5 separate regions of the Mus musculus genome follow, and all the other regions are linked to region 2. A link is a contact called in public Hi-C, HiChIP or PLAC-seq and promoter capture Hi-C data. All regions are on one chromosome and are shown on one strand. The core of a region is the stretch at or near the end of the contact, and the rest is flanking DNA. Distances in the headings are between cores, read along the strand shown. Region 1 holds the start of Rmi2 (RecQ mediated genome instability 2). Region 2 holds the start of Snn (stannin). Region 3 has its middle 34 kb from the start of Gm21859. Region 4 has its middle 19 kb from the start of Tnfrsf17. Region 5 has its middle 18 kb from the start of Gm21859.

Region 1 (4,487 bases), core at 1,215-3,714, 230 kb after region 2:
CTGTGCACATGCACCCTGGGTTCACGTCTACAACGGTGCCTTGTGGACATCCCTGGCTGCTCCCGAGATGATTCATGAGCAAGAAGAAACAGCACAGGCCCTGGCCCTGGCCCTGGGCATACAGGCTAGAGGGTGAGGCCAATAGCTTCAGTCCAACACAGGGACATCTGCTAGATGGCAGGCTTATTCCAGTGTTGGAACTAGGCTTGAGACACTGTTCAAAGCTGCTTTCAAGGGACATTGCCTGGGCTGGGACACCAAACAACATGGAATTTAAGCAAAGTCAAAGTTAAGGCCAAGGGCAGTCAACTTTCTCTGTAAGGGAGCAGATTACAGAACTCAGGCTTTTTTGGGGTCATAGGAATGATTGCTGTCACAACTGCTAAGCCATGTCAGTACAGTGAGATGGTGACCCTAACCTTTTGCAAATTACAAATGCATTTCAGGCCAATAAAACTTCACTTTGTAGATGCTGATTTCAAACTGCATATACATTTCATACATCAGGATTTTTTTGTAGACATGTCAAAATGTAAAACATAGGCCAGATATAATGGCGCACGCCTTTAATCCCAGCACTGGGGAGGCAGAGGCAGGCAGATTTCTGAGTTCGAGGCCAGCCTGGTTTACAGAGTGTAAACCCAGGACATCCAGGGTTACACAGAGAAACTCTGTCTTGGAAAAAAAAAAAAAAATAGCCTAGGTCAGAGACCCTGACTCTGCCTCTAGACAGAATTCAAGACTTTCTGAGCAGGAAGCATTCTTTAGAGAGGCAGGGCTGATTTTTACAGAGAAGGAAGCCATGGAAAGGCAGGCCTGCTGAATCTGTAGGCTTCCTTTAGAAGTCTCCTGGAGCCTGTGTTGAAGCTTCAGAGTCAAGTATAGGCAGGCCTTGTCTATCTGGGTCACAGGTGCAACCACGCAGTTCACGAGGCCCTGTGTATGATATGTGTTTCCTAATGAGATGAGGCTCCAGGTACCTGATGCCGGTCTCAGAACATCTGCTTCTCAGAACACACAAGTGCCAGGCATTGGACCAGATGCTAGAGTCAAGCTATCAGAACCACAGTGCAAGAACTGCAGTAGCTCAAAGGGCAGCCTCAAACCCTGCAATATCAGCATCTCCTTAGAGGGTATTAGAAACAACTCTTAAGACTCAGAAAACCTGCTGGGCGTGGTGGCACATGCCTTTAATCCCAGTACTAGGGAGACAGAGGTAGGTGGATTTCTGAGTTCGAGGTCAGCCTGGTCTACAAAGTGAGTTCCAGGACAGCCAGGGCTATACAGAGAAACCCTGTCTCGAAAAAACAAACAAACAAACAAACAAACAAAAATATGAGTACAGACTTAGGGCTGGGATTGCTTGCGTAGCATGCACAAAGCCCCCAGTTTGATTCCCAGCAGCGTATGAACCAGATGGAGCAGCATATGCCTAGAATCCTAGCACTCAGGAGATGGAAGCAGGAAGCCCGGGTGTCCAAGCTACACAATGAATTTTAGGTCAGTCTAGGCTAGACACTGCCTTAAAAACACACACACACACACACACACACACACACACACACACACACAGAGAAAAAGACAAGCAGACATTTCCTGAGAAATTATTTTCAAAACATACGGGGAAAAATGAGAAAAACATCTACAGGGATAGAACTGTGACACAGAATTGCAAGGCTCAAAACTGGGAAGGTGGGATAGCCTCGGGAACCTACAGGCGTTTTAGTAGATGTACTTGTTTACTATTCTCGCTGTCTGGGTTAAACCCAAGGACTCATCAATGTTAGGAAGTGCTCCCACCCCAGGCCCTCTTTACTTTTTGTTCTGAGACAGGCTCTCACTGAGTTGCCTTACGTTGGCCTTAAACTCACTTCGTAGCTCAGTCAGGCTTTGAACTTTGCCATCCTCCTGCCTCAGACTCCTAGTATTGGGATGGAAGATGTGTACCTCCAGGCCCGGCTGGAACCTACATCTTAGAAAGCGGGGATAGGTGTTGCTGTCATCCAAGAGGATGGGTGGGGAGTCACTTGACAGGGGCTGGGCCAGGAAGGAGGGCTAGAGCCTGGAGGTGGGACCGCCCCGCCCCGCCCCGCCCCGGGGAGGACCTGCAGAGCCGGTCCCGCCCACGTTACCTGGGAGGAGGCAGGGCCGGCCGCGTGGTACGCGCTCCAGGCCGCGCACAGAGAAGGCTCCGCTCGAGTCGCGCAGCCGGGCCTGGCCGCCTTCCGCCGCCAGCACGGTACCCTGCATCCACACGGCCACCAGCTCCAGCGGAGCGCGGCCCACCGCCGCCCGCGACAGCCGCCACGCGCCCGGGCCACCCTCTGCGTGCCGCCGCAGCTGTCCTGCCAGTACCTTGAGTGGCGGCAAGCGCGGCAGCCGCACGGCCCCGGGGCCACCGGAGGACAGCGACTCGGACGCCGCAGCCGCCATGCTGCGCCACCACCGCTTTCCCGCCAACTCTGACGGACGGCGGGGGTTTGGCGAGCGGCAGCCAATCAAGAGCGCGCCTGCCCGAGGCAGCCAATGGATGGGGGCGGGACAGCCGCGTAACCGCCAGAAGCTGAAAGATTCAACTGAATTAAATAGAAAATAGATACGCTAACAAATGCAGGGAGATACGGAATTTCCTCTCCTAAGGAAGAGCAACGATTTAAGCCATATGTCTCCGTTCCAGTTTACTAAAAAATAAGACGCACTCAACAGTAGTTGTAGATGATCGATTAATTTTAAGAGCCGAAATAAAATGTGCACCCTTAGCAAAACATTACCACACGAAAAGCCGAGATGCAAGTAGATCCCTTGGACCTTTTTGATACGAAATCACATCTACACACAGGAGAGAGAGTTCCAGAGGAATAGTTTAAGCATGGCCCCAAACACAAATTTATGAATGGATTGGTTGTACTCTTTTAATACCTCAGAGATGACGCTGAATATGCGCTGCGCTGGTAACTTTGGTTAAGATATCAAGCATCTTTAGAAATTGGTCTTGTGCCCAGACTACACACACACACACACACACACACACACACACACACACAGTATTCCTGAAATTATAAGAGTTTTATCAGGGGAAATCTTTAAAAAGAAAATAAATACACTTATTTGAATTTAACGATTAAAAAAGTATCAAAACAAATTTTGGTGGTTCACACCTATTTAACTCTAGCACTCACCAGGGCTGGAAGATGAGTTCAAGGTCATCTTTAGCCACAGAGTGAATTGGAGTCCAACCTGGTATACAAGAGCCCTTCCTGGAAACACCATAACAAGTAAATTAAACAATTTCCTCTTTCAGTTCGGGATATTGCTCTATAGGAGAGTGTTTACCTAGCAAGAATGCTCACCAGGCAAAATCACTTGCCACCAAATCTGATATCAGATCAGAGTTCCATTCCCAAAACCCATGTGAGAATTAACTCCCATAAATTGTTCTCTGACTTCCACAAGTGCGCTGCGGCACACGTGCATCCTGGTAAGTTATTCTCTGCTGGTGAAATGAGTCAATTCAAGCCAAATCGAAGTACGCAAAGGCAGGCTTATGGGGAAGCCGCTCTTGGGTCGGTTCTCTGGTCCCAAGGAAGGAGGCCAGGGAAGTCGACATGGGGAGGAAGACAGAGGGGAGGGGGTAGAGAAAGAGTGTGCATGTGCTGGGAGAGAGAGAGAGAGAGAATGCAGAGAGGGAGAGAGAGAGAATGCAGAGAGGGAGAGAGAGAGAATGCAGAGAGGGAGAGAGAGAGAATGCAGAGAGGGAGAGAGAGACAGGTGGGTATACAAGGTGCAAGGTAGGAACTAAGGGATGCTGGAAGGATGGGAGAACCTGGAGATGAAGTCCACTTTGGTTTGTAAAAAATGCACCTCAGCTGTTTGTCCCAAGTCTGAATCCTAACTCTTCCCACTACACACACACAGTAAATAAATGCAAAATATCTTTAAAAACACAAACAAACAAACAAAACTTGCCACCTTTGAGTGACTAATTTATCACTAAGTCTTCTTCTTCTTTTTTTTTCCTTCTCCGAGACAGGGTTTCTCTGTGTAGCCCTGGCTGTCCTGGAACTCACTCTGTAGACCAGGCTGGCCTTGAACTCAGAAATCCGCCTGCCTCTGCCTCACAAGTGCTGGGATTAAAGGCGTGCGCCACCACTGCCCGGCTATCACTAAGTCTTCTTACACAGTGTAGTATTCTGAGATCAGCAATACTGAACACTGAACTAAAAACCCATGTTTGTGATTGATTACAGCTGATCAGGAAATGATAAATGTACGAGGTGGCCTACCAATTACTTTGTGTGATCATTATACAAAGTTCATAGGTATCAAAATATCACAGTCCTATCAACAGGCACAACTAATTACATAATAGGAAATTTATGCTATTAAAATTCTCTCCCTTGTATAGTTTTGTTGCCTGCATGTATGTCTGTGCAAGGGTGCCAGATCCTGGAGTTAAAGACAGTTGTAAGCTGCCTTGTGGGTGCTGG
Region 2 (4,264 bases), core at 401-2,900:
CACCACTCTGCCACTCCATCCAAAGCTTCCACCTCCCAGGGCCTCCAAGGCAGTGAGAAATACTGCCCTGCTTTCAGGGCCAACTAACATCCAGGGGCTTCCTGCACTGCTCCATCCTCCAGCAAGGCCACCTTCCAAGTGTCCTCTTCAGGGGACCCCAGACCAGAAGTATTTCCTGCTCAGGGTTCTGCTTGGTCAAACCCCAAAGGCACCATCACCGAGGGCTTCTGCCATCCAAGAGCTTAGATGGAGGACCAACAGCAACAGGAAAGAAAAGGGAACATCTATCATGGCTGTGCCCATTGTCCTCTCCCCTCCCCTTCCTCCTCCAGAAGAGAAATCTGCTCCAGATGCCACCCTACTCCCAGTTCTTATGCCAGGAAAGGAAACTAAGACTAAGAAGTTTGGGAACTGCCCGAGGTGAGCTGCAATCTCATAGTCCAAGCCTGAATTCTGCCCCCACTCGTCAGGGTCCCATCTGGCCATACAACTCTGGCGGTGATATAATAGTCGATGCTGAAAAGTTCCTTGATGCCACACTTTTGAGCTCCAACATCTCATGTGGATCTCTCCAAAACTTCTGCATCAAAACAATCCTAGAACCGAATGACTGCTCTTCCTACTTGACAAATAATCTGTAGCTTAGAGAAGTTAACTCGGTCCCCAAGGTCACACAGTTTAAAAAGTGGAGGTGCAGATACCCAGGAAGCCCCGATCCTAAATAACCGATTTCAAACCTGATTCTAAAACGTCATATGTCTGACCTGTCTTCTTTCTCCTGAAAGCTGAGCACAATGAGTCTGTGTTTGACCCCTCCTTAGGAGATAGTCTAGGTGACCTGGGTCGAGAGGACTGGACACTAATGACAAGCGTCCCAGCAGCTCCCGCGTGCTGAGCGCGGGCGGTGTGCAGGCGCGGTGCCAGGCGACGCCGCGTCTCTCCCACTCTATCGAAGGAGCAAGGCGAGGCGCTAGGGAAGTAGGGGCCTGTTCAGGGGGCGACAGCTGAGGAGGAAACGACAGCTGAAGACAAATCAAGTCCGCCTGACCCCAGTTTTTTTCCCTGGGGGGGGGGTCCCAGAGACCCATTCAAGCCCACGCCGCGCAATCACTGCCGACCCGACCTGGGACCAAACGCTGCGGCTCAGCCTCAGTCTCCCCACCAATGAAACGAGCGCCAGATTTTCCCTGGGCCCCCGTTCCCCTCGATCCCATCTTGACCACGCTGGGGCGCTGCCAGGAACCCCGTCAATGCGGAGTGAGTGTTCCGGGCAGCCCGGAGGATCCGCGCAGGACATAGAACCGTGGGTCACGGAGAGGGGCAGATGCCCAGCCAAGCAGCCTCCGCCCCCCGCTACCTCCTTTGTCCCAATCCCGCGGCGGAGGACAAAGAGCCCCCGCCCGCGCGCGGCATCTGCCGCGCCGACCCGCCAGCGCCGCACCCCGATCCATCCGGCGCGTCCCTTCCCCCTACCCGCCTGCTCTGCCCATCCCTGCTGACCATGTCGCGGCCCGCAGTCCTGTGCAATTAGCCAGCAGCAGCCCCGCCGCCCCGGCTCCGCCTGCGCGCCAGCCGGGTCGGCCGCGGAGCCCTCGCCAGACGCCAGAGCCCGATCAGCAGGGGGCGAGGTGCTTGGGCTCCGCCCTGATTGGGGGCGGGGCGCTCTGGTGCGACCAACTGGAGATCGCGCTGGGACGGCGGGGCGGAGCGGAGCGGGCTGGGTGGAGTCACGTGCGCTCTGGGCCCGGAGGCGCACAATGGGCAGAGGGAGTGTAAGCAAGGGGGTGGGTAGTGTTTCTCAGCTGGCGGCTCCCGGAGCTGGGGCAGAGAAGGCGGGAGGCCAGGCTTCCTTGAGCGCTTATTGGGTGCCGGCAGTACTGGGCCTGCGCCTGGCGTCCTCTTTCTTCGAGGGTCAACCCAACGACAGAGGGGAAACTGAGGCGCACAGCGGTAAGAGTGTGATACACCGCCCGGAGATTACAGGCAGAGACGAATGATTTTCTTTCCTTTTCTCATCTTTTCTTTTCTCTTCTTTTCTTCCTTCCTTTTTTCCCCTTCAATTCCATCATTATCCTTTCATCTATCCACCCTTCTGCACTGATCATGTATCTTGCTGCGCCCTTGAGCCACTAGCCAGACAAACCAGGTCCTGTCCTCAGGGATGCGGACTCAATAACCTCTTAGTTAAGCCTTCACCAAGTGCCGTACTCTGTTCAGTCCACTCAACAACATCAAAAGAACGCCAAATAAAAACATACCGACCCATTTGACATGAGGAACTCAACACTCCAGAAGACTTAAAATACTCTGATGTGCTGTCCTGGAGGCAGGATTTGAAGCTAGACACAACTGGCTAGGAACACAAAGGTGCTAATTGGTGTACTGACTGCCCCCCAAAAAGAGTCTGAGAGAGGATGGGACACTCCGTGATGGCCACCAGGAACTCCACAAAGAGTTTGAAGACCTCTGAGGCCCAAGGTACTTGGGAAGCCAGGAAGAAATAACTTGGTTGGGGCAGATAAGACTGGGATATCCCCCTGGGAGCTGGGAAGCTAGGGACTGCTAACTTTCTTAAGGTCCTGCACACAAGCTGAAGTGTGGGAACTCCCTCACTTCACCTCAGCAGAGTGATTCCCCTCCATACCTCTCATCCTTTGGCCCATGTCATTTCTTTTATCTTAAACGTTCTTCCACACCATCTTTCAGATCTCAGCTTCACACCCTTGCTCTCTTTCCCAGTCAATGGACTTTCATGTCCATTGGGAAATCGTGTTTTCTAAGGGCATCTCATTAGCTTTCAGTCTCCGTTTCAGGACTAAGACTGAATCGTTCACTGGTGAGCCTACAGAACAGTCAGTACACAGTAGGCTCTTTATAAGATATAATGAATGAATAGTAAGATGGCAAGGCTGTCTCTGCTGCTGAAGGACTGGGCTGAGGAAGTAAGCTGGCTTTGGTGTAGAGAGGCAGAAGGAAGCAGGGCTCTGGGCCAGCTGCCGTAGAGCCTAGAGCCTGATGGCTCTGAACAGCTCCTGTTCACAGACCTGCCCATCGCTGTGCGTCCTCAGAGCTCCTGCCTCTCATTAGTGGTCTAGGCCTGGAATAGGTAGGTCCAGAACTCCAGAGCTGGGGCTGGCAGGGAGATAAACACGAGCAGGTATATATATGACTGAGGGGAGGACGTGGGGAGAGGTGAGCAGCATACCACAGAAATGACTTCAAATCTAGCCTTGCCTACTGGAGGGCTAACCTAACCTCTGTGTCTCACTTTTCCTCATCTGAAAAATGGGGTCATCAGCAAACAAACCTCATGGAACTGGGAACCCATCAAGTAATGGGCACAGGGGAAGGACGCCTACCTGCTCACTGGTTACCTTACTAACATGGGTAAGTTTAGAGAAGACTCAGATCACCACATTTGGATTTTGGCCGGTGACTTCACCTCTCTGAGCCTCAGCTCCTCGGCTTCATGGTGGGTCTCCTGCATCCCACTGTTGGAGATGGTGAGAAAGGCAGTGACTGGCAGAAACCCAGATAGCTCTGTTACCTCGCTGGTGCTAACAATAATAGACAGGACTAATTTCAAAAGTGGCAGGCTAATAGAACACTTGTCTAGCATGCAAGAGGACCGGGTTTCATCCCCAGGACTGCATAGAGAGGACACAGCAGCACACATCTATAATCTCAGTATTTGGGAGATAGAGTCAGAATCAGGAACTCAAAGGTCTTCCTTATCTACATTTTGAGTTTGAGGCCTGCCTGGGCTACATAAGTGCCAGTCTGGCACTTAGAATGAATTGATTACTTTACTAAACACTGCATATTCCCAAACCCAACCCCTAATGTACAGATGAGGACACTGGAGTACAAACAAGTATATGCCTCAAAGTCACCCAAGAGAGTGTCACAATGCAATAGTTGCTTTGAACCTGAGATTCTGTTTTGTTGTCATTGTTGTTGTTTTATTTGTTTTTGGCTTTTTGAAACAGGGTCTCTCTGTGTAGCCCTGGCTGATCTGGAACTCACTCTGTAGATCAGGCTGGTCTCGAACTCACAGAGATCTGCCCACCTCTGTCTCCTGGGTGTTGGAACTAAAGGCATGAGCCACCACCGCCTGGCCTAGATTTTGCTTTTCTTATGAGCTCCCAGGAGTGGGTGATAAGTGGAAAACACACTTTGAGCAGTCAGTGGGTAAGTCAGCTACTGAAGGTGGCAGAGGCTGCAGGCATCTTGCCTGTGGTTGAGCCACGGGGGCAGCTGGGAG
Region 3 (3,891 bases), core at 1,383-3,882, 190 kb after region 2:
TTGGAAGATACACAGTCCAGAGCCATGTTTAGCCCTTTTAGGGAAGCTGAGGTTAAGAGGGAGGTGTGCCAGAGCTAGACAGAAGCTGCACGAGTGGGACCTGTGACCCGGTCCCCTGGTGACAGAAGCCCACACTTGGGTAGACCACTCACACTGGGGACTCTCTGACCCTCTCACCTCAGGCTAGCGGGTTAGCGCTGAACTGGACATGCTCATGCCGGCTCCAGCACAGAGCTGCTGCCGTGGGGCTGGTGCCGCCTCCCCTCCATTCTGGGCTGCTGTCCTGGATCAGCCCCTTCCACGGCCAAGGTAACCACCCCAGCACCCCCAGCTCCTAAGGTTCCAGACAGTGCAGCCTAGGCGGTGTCAGCACCTCCAAGTCTGTCAAAGGCCTGCAGTGCACTCCAGAGACATCCATTCTAAAACCCTGGTTCCCCCTCTGGCTTTCCCAAACATCCCTATGTGTACATTTCAGAGGGACCCAGGGGACCCTGGGGAGCTGGGAGGTCTGCCGGCTCTGGTGCCTGTTACCTGATACTCCACCTGGCTCCCCAACCTGGCATGTCCCAGCAGCTGCAGCAGCTGCCCCAGCCCTTTGAGCAGAGCAAACTCCACTCCCCACCCCACCCTGGAGCCATTACAGGGAAGCCTGGGTCGACAGGGTGGCTTGTTGGGCTATGACTGAAAGCAGCCTCTGCATTGTTACTGTTCACCTCCTTGTCTGTCCCTAGTCCCCAAAGAAGGAGCTCCTACAGGGGATGCCAGCCAGCCCTTGGCACAGGGACCAATACAGAGTAGTTGCTTGGTAAAGCCAGTGAGTGATGAGGCGTGCCAACTGGCCAGTACTTCCCCACTTCCTGTTCCCACCCTCCCTACCTCTGCCCCTCCTCCCCATCCTCCCCTTCCCTTGCCCACTGTCCCTCTGCCTGTTCTTAGGCCTGGCCCATGGCCTCATGAATGCTAGCCAAGCTCTCTACTACTGAGCCATACACCCCTACCCCAATCCCTGGCCACTGCATTTCCCAACCAGCTGTCAGGCTTGGTTCCAATGTCCTCCTTCTTGTGTCCTGGCCTGCCTTTGTTTACAGAGTGCCTGCTGTCTACAGCCCTTTCCCTGGTGGGAGCACCGTAGTCAAAGACCACTTTAGTTTGTTCTCAAGTGTCTCTTAGATGGTCTCAGCACACAGGAAAGGTCTCTGTTGGGCCAAGGATGAGGCTCAGCAGGTGGGATGCCTAATGTGGATAAGGCCTTGGGCTCCAGCCCCAGCCCCCCATAAGCTATGCATATCTATAACCCTACACTAGGAGGTAGAAACAAGAGGATCAGAAGGCCAACACCAGCCTTAGCTACATAGCTCATTTCAGGCCAGCCTGGGCTACATGAGACCCTGTCTCAATCAACAGCAAGGAAGTGGTGATCGGCCAAGGCAGACCACACATTTCCATGTAACTGAGCTAACAAGGCTCTGTCCCTGCTCCTAAAGACCTCGAGCGTTTTGTAAAACAAGGATTTTTATATAACACTGTGTAATCCCAAAAGCTGGGATGTTTAGTTTCTTAGATACATGGTCTTCTGTAGCCCAGGTTAGAACTTCCTTTTTTGAGTGCTCAGAATACAGGGGTGCACTCTTCATCCCTTATGTCACAGCTCATTTAGCTCTATTGTATTTAGTATTCTTATTTTTTAAAAATAATGAAACTGGGCAAAGACTCCGAGTTGTTTGTGTGCTGGCTAGTAGGCTGGGGAGTCATGATTAAGTCCACAGATCTAACCTCAGAGCCTGTATTCTACAATCATACCTGCTTAGTGCTTTGCCCACTGCCTGGATCTTTCCCTTTCGTCTTTTCTCACTAACTTTCTTTAAAAGTCCTCATGTGTGCTCCCCTGGCATGTCAAGGCAGTCAGTCTGCAGAGCATCATTGTTTGCATTTTTTGATTGTTTGTACTGGATGAGAATTAGCTTAAACATGCTGACAGGGCCTCTGAGCTTGTTGGAAGCAGCATTTTAAAATCATTTAGTTCTTACTTTATTATTTTGTGTGTTTGGGTGTTTTGCCTACAGTGTATATCTGGGTACCATGTGAATGCCTGGTGTCTTCAGAGGCCAGAGAGAACATTGTCTTTCCAGGGACTCAAAAAACTGACAGATTTGAGCCGCTAAGTGGGTGCTGGGACTCAAACCCACGTCCTCCAGATGGGCAGCCAGTGCTCTTAACTGAGTGTCCTCTCCAGTCCTCTTGTTTAGTTTTTACTCGTGATAATAAACTTAATTTTATAATCCAGGTAGACTCAGTGGGGTGGAATAAGGAAACTGTGGACCCCAAAGTATGAGCACCAATTCTTGTTCCTTTCCCTAAGTCTTTATGGTTCTTCTATGGGAGTCTGGAATCTATACTGACAGTCACTCTGCCAGCCCATAAGATGGCACATCACTTCAGTACAGTTTTCAAACCAGTCAATTAATAAAGCAAGCATCCTTATCTGTAAGATCAAATGCCCTAGGCTCAGGAGATCAAAGATCTAGCTGTCAATAACTCAACCCATGGCTAGGAGAGCTGTCCTGGAGCCTGATCTATCACCCCAGCATTGTCCTGTGTAGCACTGCCCTCTGTGGTCATAAGTGGTATCACAACTAGATCCTTGCCTTGAGCCATGAGGTATGTTGCCAGTCTCTGGCCACAGGGCAGGTAGTACCAGGCTGGCCCTAGGTAACACCAGGCTGACCCTATCTGACTCAAGACCCTCATTTCAACAGTTTCTTCACCCCAGGGTCTGTGTGCCCTTTGGGTCTGGGGCTCTGGGAGGCAGAGCCTGGAGCCAGCTGCTACTTGGCTGACGAAGGCATCGCCCCTACACCAGCTCCGGTGCTCCAAGGATGAGACCAAAATCAGCTTTGCCCTAGAGGTGGGGGAGCACTGTTTCCATGTGAGCACCAGCCTGCTAGCTGCTAAGGACAGCCTTGCCAATGTCATCCAGATGCAACAGATCTCACCCCCCAGGTGTGTATGTCTTTCTAGGAAGAAGAGAACTTCATTTGAGGCTTTGCTTCTGGGGTAGGCTCAGAAGGGGGAAAAATGGCTGGAAGAGACACTCAGCTGTATGTCTCACCTCCATAATCGACTAATCATCTCCTAGACCCTAGGTACCGCTCCAGAAGCTGGGATATAGCATAAAACAGAATGGGTGAGCCCTGACTGCCACTGAACATATAATCCAGTGGAGGCAGATGACAAAAAAACCCATATAAGTTCTATATATGAATGATTAGGAGGTCAGGTAGTATCACCGAGGAGGTGACATTTGACCTTATCCTATATGACAAGCAGTCTGGGAAAAGAGCACTCCATGCTAAAAGCCTGGGGTGGAATGAGTCTGAGAACTACAGAAGGCCCTGAACTGGGACAGACAGGCTCTGCAGGAATGGCACGGGGAAGAACACTTTTCGTGTGCCGGGATTGTCAGCCCACACAGACGGCACTATGCTACAAGCACCTTCCTCCCAGGAAATGTCAGGTTTCCATAGCTGCAGTGCTGTAATAGGCCTGCAGGTGATAGCAAGGGGGAATGGCAGCTAGGCAGGAAGGAAAGGTCCCTTACCCAGGGAGGAGCTGGTGGGGATGGCTTTAGACATGCATAGGAAACCTGCGGAGTCATAGCACTAGGGAGTAACTGTGGTGAGTTATAGGATAGCCTGGGCTACACAGGGGGACAGAAAAGGAGGGATGGATACAATGGGAGCTGGCATTCTTACCTCATAGGAAACAGTTCAGAGGCGCACTGCATGTCTGCAGAGCTCATGGGCTCTCTACCCTCTGCTGCTCACAATCTGCCCCACTCCCTGCTCATGCTTAGCATTGTGGTTCTGAAGATGCAGGAAACACTGATCCACA
Region 4 (4,363 bases), core at 351-2,850, 230 kb before region 2:
TCTCTCTCTCTCTCTCTCTCTCTCTCTCTCTCTCTCTCTCTCTCTCTCTGTGTGTTTGTGTTTATGTGTGCATACGAGCACGCACACATGTGTATGCTACTTACCATTTTGAGACAAGGTCTCTCCCTGAGCTCACAGTTGGGGCTAGCCTGGCTGGCCAGCAAACCACTAACACTGTCCTGTGTCCTCCTGAAAGCACCAGGGTTAGTGCCACGTGCCACCATGCAGCCAGACTTTCTGTGATGCTGAGGATTCAAATTCAGCTTCTCACTTTGCTGTTAGTGTTTGTATCATACTTAATTATTTTGTCCATGTGTGGAGGTCAGAAGATAACTTGTTCTTTCTCTCCTTCAACCATGTGGTTCCTAGCAAGCACCTTTACCCGAGGAGCCATACTTGGTGCACAGGTACTCAAGGTTTTGAAGTAAGCACTATACCCAAGAAGCTATCTCCTAACTGCTATTTTCATTGGGTTGGTCTCAGAGACAAGATCGTACTAGACACATGAGGCACCTGGACTTACTGTCAATCCTTCTCTCTGTCCCCACCTACCTAGTGTGTGCCATTGTGCGCAGCTTGCTTCTGTGTCTTGGAGTCCTGACCTTGCAAGTAAGCTGCTTCTGGGTTTCTCTGAGAGACCACAATCCATCAGCACTGCAGTGACAGCACTAGACCCTCACAGTAGCAGTTGGGATGGAGGTGGTGCTGCAGACTGGAACATTCGAAAGCTCTAACCCAGCCACAGAACATGCCTGTCTCCTGCTGTTTGTTGCTTTAGTCATAGGCAATAGCCAGAAAACACTATGATCAGGACTTAGGATTTTTTTGGTGGCATATTCATGGGGAGGAAAATAATAAATATATATTAGTTAATAAAATGTAGAGGCTGGCTTCCCTCGAGGCTCAGGGATCTATTTGTAAGAGGTGGCAGAAAGATTCCAAGAGCCAGAGGGGATGGAGGGCTCCAAGGAAACAGTGTCTTCCAGATGCCACAGGACTGACGAGCATATGAGCTCACAGACTGACAGCAGCACAGAGCTACGCAGGTTCAAGCCAGATAGGTCCCAGCTCTGAGAAAAGGAACTGGATGTGGGCTCTCACCCCTAAAACAGGAAGCTGTCTGCAATTAATGCCCACTAGCAAAGGAAAAATCCATTTTCTCCAATGGAGTCTCATGGGTATATTAACCACCCTTCGGGGCGGGCCCATGCTCAGGAGTAGTTGACCAACAAAAAGCAAATTTGATGTTATTGTTAAAAACTTTTTTGGTCTTCTTTGGCACTTTTGGTCATTTGTTTTGTCTTTCACTTGTTTTGGTGTGTGCGTGCGTGTGTGTGTGTGTGTGTGTGTGTGTGTTTCTTGTTTTTGCATGTTTGTTTGTTTTTCCTATTTATTGTCTGTGTATAGAAGTTTTATCTGAATGTATGTCTGTGTAGCATGTGCGTGCAGTGCCCTCAGAGGCCAGAAGAGAGTGTCAAATCCTCTGGAGCTGCCATGTGGGTGCTGGGAACTGTACCCGGGTCCTCTGGAAGAGCAGCCAGTGCTCATAACCACTGAGCCTTTGCTCCAGCCATTTATTTTTTAAAAGAGAGAGAGAAAGAGTGTAGCTTCCCTCAGCCTTGAAGCAGGCTGATTTAGCTGCCACTGAATATGAGATCACCTGGGGTGTAGCCTTCTGATTTAGATGGCTCTATTGTTATGTCAACTACTGCTGCTCTTCTCTGAGACTCTGCTACTTGCTGAGAGACCCTTGAGACATTCCAGAGACACATCCTATCCTGCATGTCGCCTACAGGCTGGCTCCAGGCACCAAGAATGGACTGGTGAGTGTGTGTGTGTGGGGGGGGGGGGAGATCGGCCTTCCCCCTTATAAGCACAATCTCTTAGTAAACTCACGGGCCTTGATCAGAAAAATTTGTCTTGGCTTCATCATTCTTTTCTCAAAGTCTAAGTCTCTTTTAGCCCCAGCCTGCCTTCCAGAAATACCCAGTTCATGTAGGCCACAGGCCGGCTTACTACAAAAGAGCAAAAAGGAGAGAGGGGAGAGCAAGGATCAAAATTTACTGTATGAAAACAAAATCAGGAAGGAGGACAGAAAGATGGCTTAATGCTTGAGAGCACTGAGCATGCTCCCAGAGGGCCTCAGTGCCCAGAACCCACTGGGAGCCTACACCTACTAGGTAACTCCATTTCTAGGGGATCTGATGCCCTTTTCTGGCCTTTACTGCACATACACAGAATACACCCCTCCCTCTCTCTTTCACACACATATAAATAAATAAATAAATACTTGCTTTATTTTTCTATTTTTTATTATTAGGATTTTATTTTTATTTTATATACACTGGTGGGGGTTTGGTTTTTTTTTGTGTGTTTTTTTTTTGTTTGTTTGTTTGTTTTTTGGTTTTTTTTTTGCCTCATGTATGTCTGTATGAAGGTGTCAGATCCCTTGAACTGGAATTACAAACAGTTGTGAGCCGCTATATGGGTGCTGGGAACTGTACCTGGGTCCTCTGGAAGAGCAGCCAGTTTTCCTAACCTCTAAGCCATATCTCCAGCCCCATCTTTTACTTAATTGAAAAAAAAAAACACCATTAAGTGTAGGGGTTAGGGATACGGCTCAGCTGATAAAGCACTTGCCTAGCATGTATAAGGCTCTGGGTTCGAACTGAGTGTGGTGTACATGCCTGGGATCTCAACACTCAGGAACTGGAGGCTAGAGAATTAGAAGTTCAAGGTCATCTTGGTAAAGTAAGAAGCCAGTCTGAGATACCTGTGATCCTTTGTCAAGAATGGTAGTGGGGGTGGGGCTGAAGAGAGGGCTCAATGGTTAAAAACACTGGCTGCTTTTCCAGAGGGCCTGGGTTCTATTCCTAACAACCACAAGGCATCTCACAACCACTTGTAACTCCAGTCCCAGGGGATCTGATGCCCACTTCTGGCCTCCACAGGTACCAAGCATGCATATGGTGCACAGACATACACGTATTCAAAGCATCCACATACATAAAATGAATAAATTTAAAATATAGTCACAATAATAGGGGCTGGGGAGGTGACTCCTTTGGTAAGACCTTGCTTTGCAAGAATGAGGACTTCAGAATCTCCAGCAAGCCCATTATTCTGAAAAAAGAGACTGTGCAGGAATTTCTACTCTTTGCCCTCTTCATGACCAAAAGGCTCAGAAGCGAGAGGGAAATTGCCCAGGTGGAGTTAAGAGCCCTTCTTTATAGCTTTCTGTGTAGTTTGAATGTCACTTTCCTAATCAGGACCTCAGGTACCAGCTGTCTGACATTGAAAGAACCTAGTGGGGAAACCCCCACTCAGCTCCCGATTCGGGTGCACCCAAGAATCACGAATAGAACACAACACCTTGATGTAACAACATGAGGTATTTTAATGGCGGAGCTCCGGGTCGAAACGTATCTCATACAGGAGACAGTGGATTCGACCACGAGGCTTGGAAGCTAGGGGTTTTTATAGAAAAGGAGTGGGGCTGGGGGAGGAATTGGCACGGTTTCACATCATTGGTCCATTTAAACATCAGCAGCCTGTAACATTTAACTTAGGTCAGAGGGATGGGAGATAGGGAGGCGATGGGCCTGCCCGGGCATGTCCTGGTCTGTTCTGCTATGTTCTCAGCCCCAGGTTTCAAAGCTCACAAACAACTCTTTGGGCTATTTGACATACATTACATGAATCACAGGTTTCAAGTTTTATTTCCTTTCAACATGAACGGTGGACTTTATGTCCTCTTAAGACACCTTTGTTTCTGGTATTCTAGCATGTTACCTCCCTTAACACTGCCTCAAGAATACTCAGGAGACAATCTGTTTTGGATTTAGGGAGAGGGAAAGGTATTTTATTATTCGGACTATATATTAGTCCATCATTGAAGGAAGTAAGGACAAGAACTCAAACAGGGCAGGAACCTGGAAGCAGGGGCTGATGCAGAGTCCATGGACAGATACTGCTTACTGGCTTACTGAGACTACTTGTTTGTTTGTTTGTTTGTTTGTTTGTTTTTCGAGACAAGGTTTCCCTGTGTTGCTCTGGCTGTCCTGGAACTCACTCTGGAGTTCAGGATGGCCCCCCACTCACAGAGCTTCACCTGCCTCTGCCTCCTGAGTGCTAGGATTAAAGGTGTGAGCCACCACTGCCAGGCCCAGCCTGCTTTCACATTGAATCCAGGACCACCAGCCAAAGGGCAGCACCACCAACACTAGGCTGGGCTCCCCCTATCAATCACTAACTAAGAAAATGCCAGCCAGATGTGGGATCACATTCCTCTAACCCCAGTACTTGAGCACTCAGGAGGTAGAGGCAGGTGACTCTTTGTGAGTTCAAGGCCAGACTGGTCTAC
Region 5 (4,223 bases), core at 190-2,689, 170 kb after region 2:
TCACATGCACGTGGAGGTCCCAGGTTAATCTCAGGAATCGCCCTCAAGCATTTTCACCTTGTTCTATGAGGCTAAGTCTCTCAATCAAACCCAGAACTCACCAATACATCTGTTTGCATTGGAGATTCCACCTGTCCCTTCCAAGGCTAGACTAGAAATGAGTCACCATATCCACAGGGTATTTATGTGGGTTTGGGGATCTGCACTCTGGTCTTTACACTGGTGGCAAGTGTTTTAACCACTTCGCCATCTCCCTGGCCCCATGTCAGGCTTTGATTGGCAGCTCTTGGAGCACAGGGCTGCTGAGTGCCCTCCAGTGTCACACTCTCTGTGACTTTAGGACAACCTCCGAGTGGAGGACATAGCTGTCCCCTGATCTTGCCAGCTGCTTTAATGTCTGTGGTCTGTCTTTTCTCCACACCCAAGCATCCCTGGCACCTCCTGGTCCTGCAGAGCCTCCTCTTACAGGGGACCTCACAGTGGACAAACTGTGCTAGCATCACTCTCTGGAGACCAAGGCTGTCCTGAATGGCCAAGAGGAGAGGTTATACACTATGGTGCTGGGCTGCCAGGCTGGACACCTCTATGTGAGTGGGCTGTTGGGAAGATGTCTGGGAACAGAGCACCCACTCACCTCGTCTGCACAGGCCTGACACACACACAGACACAGGCACACAGACACACACAGACACTCACACACAGACACAGGCACACAGACAGACACACACACACATATACACAGACACACACACACACATATACACAGACACACACACACACATATACACAGACACACACACACACACACAGAGGTCAATGACCATAGGGTTCTTTCCCAGAGCCTGGAGGGATGCCTGGTGGCTTGGAATCCTCGAAATGTGAGTAACCTTCCCACCCCAATTGTCCGTGTTCAGTTTTATCACCTCTGATCCAGACTAGCATGATGTTTTTCTGCCTGGAATCTTTGCCTCCCTCTGTGTCTCATGCTACAGTCTGCTTGGCAGCCATAGGGAACGTTACAAGATGCTAGCATGGTTTGTTATAGCCCTGCCCCAAGAACTCACAGCTTGCCTTGGGATGGCAAGCCCAGTTCTGCTGCCACAGCTGCTTCATCCAGGTCCTCTACTGCCTTCCTGAATCTTTCCTGCCTCAGGTCCTTGGCACATCCTGCAGTTGGAGCTGCCACTGCTCCTTCAGCTTCAGTTTCCTTCTGCCATCTATAGAGAGTAAATTCACACCTCTTGTCTCCTTAAATGATTTCGCCACTCCCCACACCCACACACTCCCCACCTTATCCCCCCACCTCTCTATTCCCAGTTCAGCTCTGAGCCTCTATGTGACATGGTCTACTTACGTTTGCATGATTGCCTCTCCAGTCTGCTCTGCCGGTTGTAGTGCTCCCAGGGGCTTCCCTAGGAACCATGACTTCTCCAATTTCAAGGGGTGTGGTATATAATAATTGCTTAAGGCGTCATTGTAAGTCAGTCAGCTTGATGCTATTTATAGTTCGCTAGCCTGCAGAAATAGCAGTGTCTCTTTCAGGCCTGTGGGTTCGTGGTCTCTGTCACAGTGACTTCATGTCCTTACTCAGTGTGCAAGTACAGAAGTAATTGCTTAGTGAGTATGTGCAACTATATCCAAATAAAACTTTATGGGACTGGAGGGATGGCTCAGCAATTAAGAACACTTGGTGTTCATTCAGAGGACCCTAGTTCAATTCCCAGCACCCATAACCACCCTTAACTCCAGCTTGAGGCATCTGATGGCCTCTTCCAGCCTCTACAGGCACCTGTATTCATACCTAGAGACACAGGACTAAATATACAAATAGCAGATGGCGGGGTCAGGAGGACCTCTGAGAGTATGTAGCTCACCTGGTCAAATTCCAGACCAGCCAGGACAATACAGGCTGCACTGGCCTGTGGCCTTTGATTTGCAGTCTTGGCACATACACCCTAGCCTCACATGGCCCATGTCCCTGGGCCTCAGCTCCCTTTCTTGTGGAGTGGGCAGTGTGTCTGTTTTTCCATAGTGGCCATAGCTCAGAGAGTAACTGGTCCTAAGCACGTGACATGTTTACCAGGCCCTCATTAGACTCCTGACCCGCTCAGGAGAGATCACCACAACCTCCAACAAGCATTTATTGAACACCGACTGTGTGCACACAGAATAAAATAGTGCTTCTCTTCTCTAGGAAGGAAGATGAAGCCAAGCATGCAGTGGGATGAGCATCCCATCCCAGGACTTCACTTCCCCATAATCTCGGGGGCTGGCAGTGGCTCCTCCAGATGCTGGCCAGTAATGTCCAAGGGGAAATGTAAGACCCCTGAAGCTGGACCTCCGTTCAAGTCCTGGGATGAGCTGGCCAGCACTCCAATGACTCGAGAGAAAACCACACCTGATGCAAACTGCAAGAGTCTTTATTATCAGCTAGCTGAGGAGGAACTCCTTCTGTCATGCAGGGCAGGGGAGTTTGACCCCCAGCAGTAACAGTAGGGGGCTTTTAAAGGAAAAGTGAGGAATTGGGAGGAGTTGGGAAGAGAGTTGGCTGCAGCTCCTCTCTGGCGAGGGATGGGGAGTGAGCTGCAGCTCCTCTCCAGGTCTATCTCCGTGTCCTTGGCTCAGGGAGCCAGGCAAGCGCCTGGATAGGTCTTTTTACAATTATCGCATCTCTGGTTGTAAGTATAGAAACAAAAAGGCTTTTTGCTGTCTATAGAGAACAAAGAGCTTCTTTCTGGCTGTATCCCCAGAGATCGGGAAAAACAGACTTGGGGGAACATCCAGGGGCTTTACCTCCCACGGAGAAACGCTCTGAGTTGGGGTCTCACAGAAACAGAACAGAATACCAAGCCAGACACTGCAGGTGTGGCTCCCAGTGGCCTTTATGGCTTCCTTAGCCAGAGATTTCTGAGTGATGCTCCAGGCCAAATACAGCCACATGTGTGCTTTTATGGCCTGCTTATTCTGAGAACTGGAAGATTTTAGACAAATCCTGGGTTTCTGTTGTTTATAAGAAAAGAAAAATCAGAAGGCCTGGCCCCCACATAGACTCAAACTCTAGCTGAGAACATCTGGCCAGGAACAAGGCTGGAGACGCCTCCATTTACAGTCATTCTGATCTCTTCTCTGCCCAGAGCTGCGCCTTGGTGGGGAGGCGACTCTATGGCAGAAACATTGCCTAGGCTCTGGGCTCTGGCCAACACTGCAACCAAGAACAGAAGGTTTCGTCACACACATTTTCCTCCCTAGCTGATTCCTTTCCTTCCATCAATTCCAAGAAACCATGTTTGCTTTTATCTTAAAGTCAACTGTCAGAGTTCTCCATCAGTACAGACATGAAGACAAGAAATCAACCAGCTATGGTGCCTGGTGTCTTCCAGCAGCTGCCTTGTGGGTGTTGAGTGAATAATTGATCATTGTGTTTCCTCTTGCTGGGTTACATATTGCCCCCAATATAGCAACTTAAACATGTGTTTTTCTGCCCCTGAACTCAGAACTGCAAAGGAATCTCCCTGGATTATAACCATGGTCAGCACCACTGAGATCCTTGTAGAGACGCTCTGGGAACTCAGTGGTGCTGAGAGACACTTGCTTTTGATGTCTAGAATCTGCCATGGTTTCTGTTGCATGCTGACATGATGGTGACCTCTTTGCACACCTCTGGTTCTTACACACTCAGGCTAAGAACAGTGAGGTCAACGCTAGAGTAAAAGACAACCAGGAAGTTGTTCTGCAACTGAAGGGTTTACACCAGGGTAGCTCTCAGGACGGAGGGATCTGGCACAGCGTGACTCTGGATGCCACCCATTACAACAAGGTGAGTGTCCCCGGACTGGGCAAATGTTAGCTAGTGTCTACCAAGGGAGCCTGAGAGTCTGTTGTGGGGTGCACACCTGTAATCCCAGCACTGGGGAGGTGAGGCAGGAAGATCAGGGTTACAAAGTCATCCTTGGCTGCAGCCTGCGACTGTTTAGCTTGGTTATGTGAGTGCTTTCCTTTCTAACACTAAACATTTTAGTCATTATACACACACATATATATGTGTGTGTGTATGTGTGTATGTGTATATGAGTATATATGTATATGCATATGTGTATATATGCATACATATGTGTATATACATACCTATGTACATTTGTATATACATATATATGCATATATGCATGTGTATGCATGTATAAGCATATATGTGTATATATACATATATACACATTTATATGTAT

Evidence for each region. Hi-C and Micro-C count contacts between places; a contact is called where the count stands out from the background. HiChIP or PLAC-seq counts read pairs in DNA pulled down with a chosen protein or histone mark. Capture Hi-C pulls out chosen DNA fragments and counts their contacts.
Region 1: a contact with region 2 is called in a promoter capture Hi-C map of adipose tissue, with 3 times the contacts expected there. The contact joins the promoter of Rmi2 here to the promoter of Snn in region 2. A contact is called at or near these places in 12 of 39 promoter capture datasets (the 3T3-L1 cell line, the C10 cell line, the HPC-7 cell line and 8 more), 3 of 484 Hi-C or Micro-C datasets (all in embryonic stem cells), 8 of 115 datasets of contacts at active chromatin or transcription factors (bone marrow-derived macrophages, embryonic midbrain, embryonic stem cells and 4 more) and 3 of 9 other capture datasets (adipose tissue, liver and pancreatic islet).
Region 3: a contact with region 2 is called in a Hi-C map of bone marrow-derived macrophages, with 57 read pairs. The contact joins the enhancer-like site here to the promoter of Snn in region 2. A contact is called at or near these places in 21 of 39 promoter capture datasets (the 3T3-L1 cell line, 3T3-L1-derived adipocytes, the C10 cell line and 15 more), 4 of 15 datasets of contacts at CTCF or cohesin (CD8 T cells, the NIH/3T3 cell line, embryonic stem cells and 1 more), 9 of 484 Hi-C or Micro-C datasets (the HL-1 cell line, bone marrow-derived macrophages, cerebral cortex and 6 more), 40 of 115 datasets of contacts at active chromatin or transcription factors (DN3 thymocytes, the HPC-7 cell line, the NIH/3T3 cell line and 27 more) and 5 of 9 other capture datasets (adipose tissue, embryonic stem cells, liver and 2 more).
Region 4: an H3K4me3 HiChIP or PLAC-seq map of embryonic stem cells shows a contact between it and region 2, with 7 times the contacts expected there. The contact joins the enhancer-like site here to the promoter of Snn in region 2. A contact is called at or near these places in 1 of 39 promoter capture datasets (the HPC-7 cell line), 4 of 484 Hi-C or Micro-C datasets (all in embryonic stem cells), 3 of 115 datasets of contacts at active chromatin or transcription factors (bone marrow-derived macrophages, embryonic stem cells and microglia) and 3 of 9 other capture datasets (adipose tissue, embryonic stem cells and liver).
Region 5: a Hi-C map of bone marrow-derived macrophages shows a contact between it and region 2, with 44 read pairs. The contact joins the enhancer-like site here to the promoter of Snn in region 2. A contact is called at or near these places in 16 of 39 promoter capture datasets (the 3T3-L1 cell line, the C10 cell line, the HPC-7 cell line and 12 more), 1 of 15 datasets of contacts at CTCF or cohesin (the NIH/3T3 cell line), 4 of 484 Hi-C or Micro-C datasets (bone marrow-derived macrophages, embryonic stem cells and nephron progenitors), 20 of 115 datasets of contacts at active chromatin or transcription factors (T-cell acute lymphoblastic leukemia, bone marrow-derived macrophages, craniofacial prominence and 13 more) and 5 of 9 other capture datasets (adipose tissue, embryonic stem cells, liver and 2 more).

What each region holds. Positions count from the first base shown.
Region 1 is chr16:10,833,036-10,837,522 of GRCm38.p6, reverse strand. Rmi2 (RecQ mediated genome instability 2) reads right to left here and starts at 2,464. Exons shown (of 2, transcript NM_001162932.1): 1 at 2,133-2,464. The coding sequence starts at 2,433. It also overlaps the pseudogene Gm17913.
Region 2 is chr16:11,063,684-11,067,947 of GRCm38.p6, reverse strand. It overlaps Snn (stannin), which reads right to left and starts at 1,650. Exons shown (of 2, transcript NM_009223.3): 1 at 1,501-1,650. It overlaps Gm9861 (a long non-coding RNA gene), which reads left to right and starts at 1,680. Exons shown (of 2, transcript XR_003951968.1): 1 at 1,680-1,950.
Region 3 is chr16:10,878,417-10,882,307 of GRCm38.p6, reverse strand. No RefSeq gene overlaps it. Among named protein-coding and RNA genes, the nearest start is that of Gm21859, 34 kb to the left of the region's middle. Within about 2 kb of position 2,632, at least 77 of the 459 cell types and tissues checked have an H3K27ac peak or open chromatin away from gene starts, as enhancers often do. A contact at or near this core is called in DN3 thymocytes, bone marrow-derived macrophages, craniofacial prominence and 1 more, where this site is marked.
Region 4 is chr16:11,293,123-11,297,485 of GRCm38.p6, reverse strand. No RefSeq gene overlaps it. Among named protein-coding and RNA genes, the nearest start is that of Tnfrsf17, 19 kb to the left of the region's middle. Within about 2 kb of position 1,600, at least 7 of the 459 cell types and tissues checked have an H3K27ac peak or open chromatin away from gene starts, as enhancers often do. A contact at or near this core is called in embryonic stem cells and microglia, where this site is marked.
Region 5 is chr16:10,894,772-10,898,994 of GRCm38.p6, reverse strand. No RefSeq gene overlaps it. Among named protein-coding and RNA genes, the nearest start is that of Gm21859, 18 kb to the left of the region's middle. Within about 2 kb of position 1,439, at least 40 of the 459 cell types and tissues checked have an H3K27ac peak or open chromatin away from gene starts, as enhancers often do. A contact at or near this core is called in bone marrow-derived macrophages, craniofacial prominence, second pharyngeal arch cranial neural crest and 1 more, where this site is marked.